Regions from separate parts of the Drosophila melanogaster genome. Here region 1 is linked to region 2. A link is a contact called in public Hi-C data. All regions are on one chromosome and are shown on one strand. The core of a region is the stretch at or near the end of the contact, and the rest is flanking DNA. Distances in the headings are between cores, read along the strand shown. Region 1 overlaps sif (still life). Region 2 holds the start of CG4835.

The links. A called contact is a pair of places that touch in the nucleus more often than the background predicts.
Region 1: a contact with region 2 is called in a Hi-C map of the Kc167 cell line, with 1.9 times the contacts expected there. A contact is called at or near these places in 4 of 107 Hi-C or Micro-C datasets (the Kc167 cell line, the ML-DmBG3-c2 cell line, the S2 cell line and 1 more).

The regions. Positions count from the first base shown.
Region 1 is chr3L:5,696,133-5,698,954 of dm6, forward strand. All of the region lies in intron 14 of sif (still life), which reads left to right. The region is part of intron 15 of CG46320; the gene reads left to right. Among named protein-coding and RNA genes, the nearest start is that of CG44521, 16 kb to the right of the region's middle.
Region 2 is chr3L:5,478,392-5,481,222 of dm6, forward strand. It overlaps CG4835, which reads left to right and starts at 1,399. Exons shown (of 2, transcript NM_139708.3): 1 at 1,399-1,465; 2 at 1,605-2,831. The coding sequence starts at 1,459.

The DNA of each region.
Region 1 (2,822 bases), core at 174-2,673, 220 kb after region 2:
GCCTCGGGAAGGGATGCGGGTGGAGCCGCCGCTGGCGGAGGTGGTGGTTCCGGTGGTGGCGGTGGCTTGGGCCTCGGCCTCGGCGAGAATGTCTCCCAGTTGGCCAGCCAACTCTTTCGCTTTGGCAGCAAAAAGCGTCCAGGCGTTTGCATCTGCAATGCCCAGTGCCGGCTGCAATCGCTGGGTGAGACCAAAGGCAGCCTGGGAGCCACCACACTTAAGACCCATCATGGCAGCCTGGACAGATTGCTGCAAAAGGGAGACGGAATTGGTACAGCAACCAGTGGTGAGCGCTCGATAAGCTGGGTGGTGGATGGTGGTGGGGCGGGCTCTGGTGCCCTGCTCAATGCCTCCTCCGACGAAAGTGATGACAAGAAGAAGAAACTGGACGAGGGCAACCAGCTGCCGCCACCGCCACGCCCACCCTCGCGGTCACATGCCAAGCCCACGGCGAAGGAGGAATTCGATCGGGGTGTCGAAGTGGAGAAGTTCTATCACCAGATCAACGGCGACATCTTCGAAATCACTCGACGGGTGAGAGCTCGCGATGAGGAGACAATGGAACAGAAATGCATCAGGCGGAAGGGATCGGTGAGGCTAACGGAACCCACGGGTCACGCACACGTGCGAATTGAGCAGAGACCTCAGTTGCCACCGAGACGGCAGAAAAGTGCCGAGGAAGTGGCCACCATGCCAAAGAGTGCCCTGCGCCAACCGCCCGAGCAACTGGAGTGGTTCGATCGCCGGGCTCAACAGCGTCACTCCGCCCGATCCGCTGAAGGTGGCCAGGTGCGGGAGGAGACTATGGAGTGGCTGAAGCTCCAAAAAACTGCCAGTCCCATCCAGCCAGTGCGCACCTCCTCGGGTCCCAGTGAGATCACAGTCCTAAAGGACGAACTGCCCGACTGGCTGCTCGATCATCTGCCGCGTAAGAAGGAGCGAGAACGCGATCGATTGCCTTCGGATGCGGACAAGGCTGTGGGTTCTGCGTATGCCAAGGCCTTGGCGGATCTTCTCAAGAAACCGCTGTCCCGACAAGGTTCCGGACCCTGTGAGTTCTCGCTGCTGAAAACTGATATTGTGGAGTGGCTCACCAAGATGCAGAGCAGCAGTGGAACGGATAGGGGCAAGTCCCGTCGGTCGCATCATCGCCGGAATGGCAGTGGTGGCGATGCCCAGCCCCGTTCCAATTCCCAGGAAGATGCCCAAGATCAGTCGAAGACCAGCCATCGGAAGAGACACTCCCTGGGACACAGTGGAGCAGTCAGCGAAGAGGAACAGCAACAGCTCACTGCCGATTGGATAGCCTATCCTCTCCACAAGCTGCAATCCCTCGGAAAGCAACCTCCTCCAGCTCAACCACCGGAGAGAATGAGCATTCCCAGTGGCTATGCGGTGCCCAGTGCCCTTTCACACACTCCCCTATGCCAGCGGAGGGAGGAGCGTTCACGGGAGAGAAGACTGCGGCACTCGGCCAGCGAAGTGGTGGGGAGTGGTGGGGCAGGAGCGGCATCCACATCAAACACCGCCCATCTGGAACGACTGTATGCCAAGCCGCACAAAGAACGCTATCAATATGTACCGAAAACCAAGGAGTCTAGTGGTCGGAAGGAGCGTTCCCGTCGCCATCAGACCCAAAGGTCCGCCACGGTCTCCGATATGTCCGCCCAGCGTTCCGGTGGCCACAAGCGTAAGTCTTCGAGTGCGGAGAGGGCTCCTCGTTCACCATCCCCGGGACCCTGTACGGATCCCGATTGTCCACTACTGCCCATCTGTACGGATCCGCACTGCCGGTACCAGGAGTGCCAGGCGAGGCAGTGCATCACGTCGTCGGTGAGTTCGGTAAATCTGGCCAGGCATCAGCAACTGGCGCAGGTGCAACTGCATGCAGTTCCAGCTCATCTGGTTGGAGCCATGGGCTCCGATGTGCCGACGACACCATCCACAACGGCAACGCCTCCGCCGCCAACAGGAGGTGGAACTATGGGAGTGGGAGCAACCGGAGCAGGAGCTGGAGCGACGAGCGAACGCCGTCTGGTCATCTGCCACGATTGTCGATCCTGTGCCCCGCTGCTCAGCTGCCGGAATCGCAAATGCCTCAATGCCGCCAAGTGCAACTCACTGCCTCGCTGTGCCGCCGACTTCAATCGCCTGCGCACCCAGCTGTCCCAGCCGCCCACCACATTGGATGACATTGAGCCGGCGCCACTGGACGACCTGGAGATGCAGCCACTGCCCTCGCCACCGCATCCACATCCGCACCATCACTATCGCAGCAATTCACAACCAAACACCCTCCAGAGAGGAGACTCCGCCAGTTCCGCAGGAATGGGTGCAGGAGTCGGAGGTGCTGGACATGGTGGATTAGGAGGACCGGGATCGGGCCTCGCTTGGCTGGAGCCAACAACCACGCTAGTGCAACCACTGCCCGCCTATGTGCACCACTCCAATGGCAAGCTGATGAAATCCGCCTCGGCTGCCTCACTGAATTCCCGTCGACGGCGTCACAAAACCGTGCACTTTGGCGAGAATCTTCTGCGGGAGGTGTGCCAAAACCGGAAGCTCATCAAGACGGAGGCCCAAGTGCCCTCCGGTTCGGCGCCCATGAAGGCCAACATCCAGATGCTGTACAACTTCGTGGAGGGCGTGTTGAGCGCCTGGGTGGACGACGACGAGGATCAGGTGCGCTCTGGTGCGGAATCGGAGCCGGAGCACGGTGTGGTGCCCATGCAGCCGATCCACAGATGCAACCGCCTGCGTTACCAGTGCATCCGGCGCGTTGTTGAGGAGGCTGCCGATCTCCAGGGCACCCTGAAACTGGG
Region 2 (2,831 bases), core at 149-2,648:
TTGGATGGGGTGTGGCATGTGGCACATGTCAGTTGCTGGTCACGTCGCATGCAGGGGCATAATTGATAGTTCAATCTGTTGCAGATCAAACGCTTGACAGCAGCCAACAGATCAAGCTGAAAAATTGTCCAGCAGCAAGTTTGGCCAAAGAGGTGGGAACATTTGATTATATTTGATTTGTTGAGCTAATTCCAAAGAAAAATATGCTAAGTATAGAATAAATTTCATATATCTTTTTATAAAAGAGTAATCATGAGTACCTATAAGTATTGTTTCATTCATACTCCTGACTTTAATTTACCCAAAACCATTTATTATTTTAATCTCAAAAAATCTGTACTTAAATAATCCGCACTTTCTTTTATGCAACTTTATTTTTATATTAATGGATTTGTCCTTTCAGGCTGCACTTTATATTTTCCAACTTCGTGACTGTTTGTCAACCCAAAGGCGACTGAAGAAGGGATGGAAAAAAGGTCAGCCAGACAGCATAAAAACATCCTTCAGACAAATAGATTTGTATGCTTTTAAGTAATTTGCAGCACAAATTGAAATACCATGGCTAGCTTTCTATGCAACTGCAGCTTGCAAATCCACTTTAAACTAGAGATACAAATTTCTTCAATCTGTTTATACATTTTCAACTAATTCTACTTAATGCCGTATTTTGTGTGCCACTCATGTTTTGTCGCTTAATTTTAATGGCTTGCCGGGCATTAAACTTCTAGCTTCATTTATGTTTATGTTCGCATTTTTATTCGTGTAATTTACGCGTCGAGTGCTGATCATAAATTGTGACTCGAACTTCGCTGTCGGAAAGGTCACGTGGGCTCATTAAAGACCCAACAACACCGTGAACTGGAACAAGAACAATAAGTGTAATAACAGCAGCAATAAGAGTCACAAAAGGCGCACACAAAACACATGCGAACAGGATAAAATGATTTACCTTCGAAATGAAAGAATATAAAATGACACTCATTTCACAAGCAATACGTGTGTAAAAAAACACCAGTAGGGGAAATACTTAAAGAAAACCCCAGAGAAGCTTCCTGCCTTATATTTTGCTTAAAATTAACCTTTATAAACAAAACAATCTATGACGCCACGATAAGACTTCAATACGTAATTGGCTTATCACTAGATTAGAATATTACGGAAACTATCTTGTGTTGCTCGTGTTGAAATGGCACTTAAGAAAAATAATTCAGAAGTTAACGATAACATAAAATCACAAATCACAATCACTAGAATGAAAACGATATTCTATAAATTTCAAAGAATTTCTAATTAAATCTAATCAAAATGTCATTAATATAAGCTACCGACGTTGTATCAGGAAATAGCTTTTGCTATAGACAAGACAGTTGGCCTAGTTAACAAGTCAGTGTGGAGTTAAACTCGCAGGCGAAAAGACCTATTAAAAATATATAGTACAATTTAGAAAGGGGAGTTGTTATGCAAGGTAAATCTAAGATATTCTATGCAAGTACAATGCAATAAATTATTATGTCAATTATACATAAATATTTAAACTTAAATACTAGTAATAGTCTCTGTATGTTTTTTTTTTTGTATTATTATTGTATTCTTTCCTTTTCCAGATAATATTTTCAAGCCTTTGCCATGGCTTCTGGTGGTTATCGCCGTATTCTGGAGCTGGCAGCTAAATGTTTTGGCCCTGCCAAAGATCGAACCTCGTCACGAAACTTGCAACAATGAACAGCGATACGAAAACCAGGTGATGTGCGAGGGCAAGGACTTTGGTGCTTTGGTACCGTATCCGGATAACTGTAGTTTGTTCCTAGTTTGCGACTGTCTCTATCCCACGGTGAAGTTGTGTCCCGCAAATCTCTGGTGGGATAATAAGACCCAGCAATGTAATTATCCCCAAGCTGTAGAATGTATCTACTACTCGATTGAAACGCCAGAACCTACGGATGGAACTACTCGATTTACGCCAGAACCAACATCCAGTACTCAAAAGATAACGCCAGAACCCACAGAACCACCATCAAGTACGGCAAAGATAACGACAGAAAGTACCACCGGAACCAGTACAGAGATAACGTCCTCTACCCCCTCAAGTTACCTCCCAACATCCAGTTGGGATCCACCACCGGCACCACCGGGAATTTCAGATGACTACTGTCGCAACAAGGAGGATGGCTCGGTACATTATTATCCATATGACTGCCAGGCCTATATAAACTGCACTTACGGCTGGCCCGTGCTAAATTACTGTATTGAAGACAAGGTATTCAATAAGTACCTTGGCATTTGCGATACTCCCGATATGGCAGATTGCGAGGAGCTGCCCCTTCCTACAACCACAACAGAAATGCCGCCCACTTCAACAACTGAGGAGGATGTGGTTTGCGGTCCAACGCCGGAGGGAATTGAAGAGGATTATTGTGTGCCGAAGGGAAATGGTTTCTATGAGTATCCTTACAATTGCAGTGGGTACTTGGCCTGCAAAAATGGTTGCACAGATTTGGATTACTGCCAGCCGGATAAACTCTTTAATAATTGGCTGCACATCTGCGATACACCCGATTCGGTGCGGTGTGACCCCCTGCCATTCCCCACAACTCCGGGAACAACCAACAAACCAACGACGCCTTCAGTCACGACGACGCCTTCAATCACTACAACTCCTTCAACGCCTACAACACTGCCTTCTGATGGGTCTACAACGGAAATACATTCTAGCACCACAGAAGAGATTGTAACCACTACAGATGGACTTCCCTCTGATGTCGATCCAAATGATTGTAAAGATGAAAAGGACGGCACTATTTTTGCCTACATAGGCAATTGTTCGGAGTACT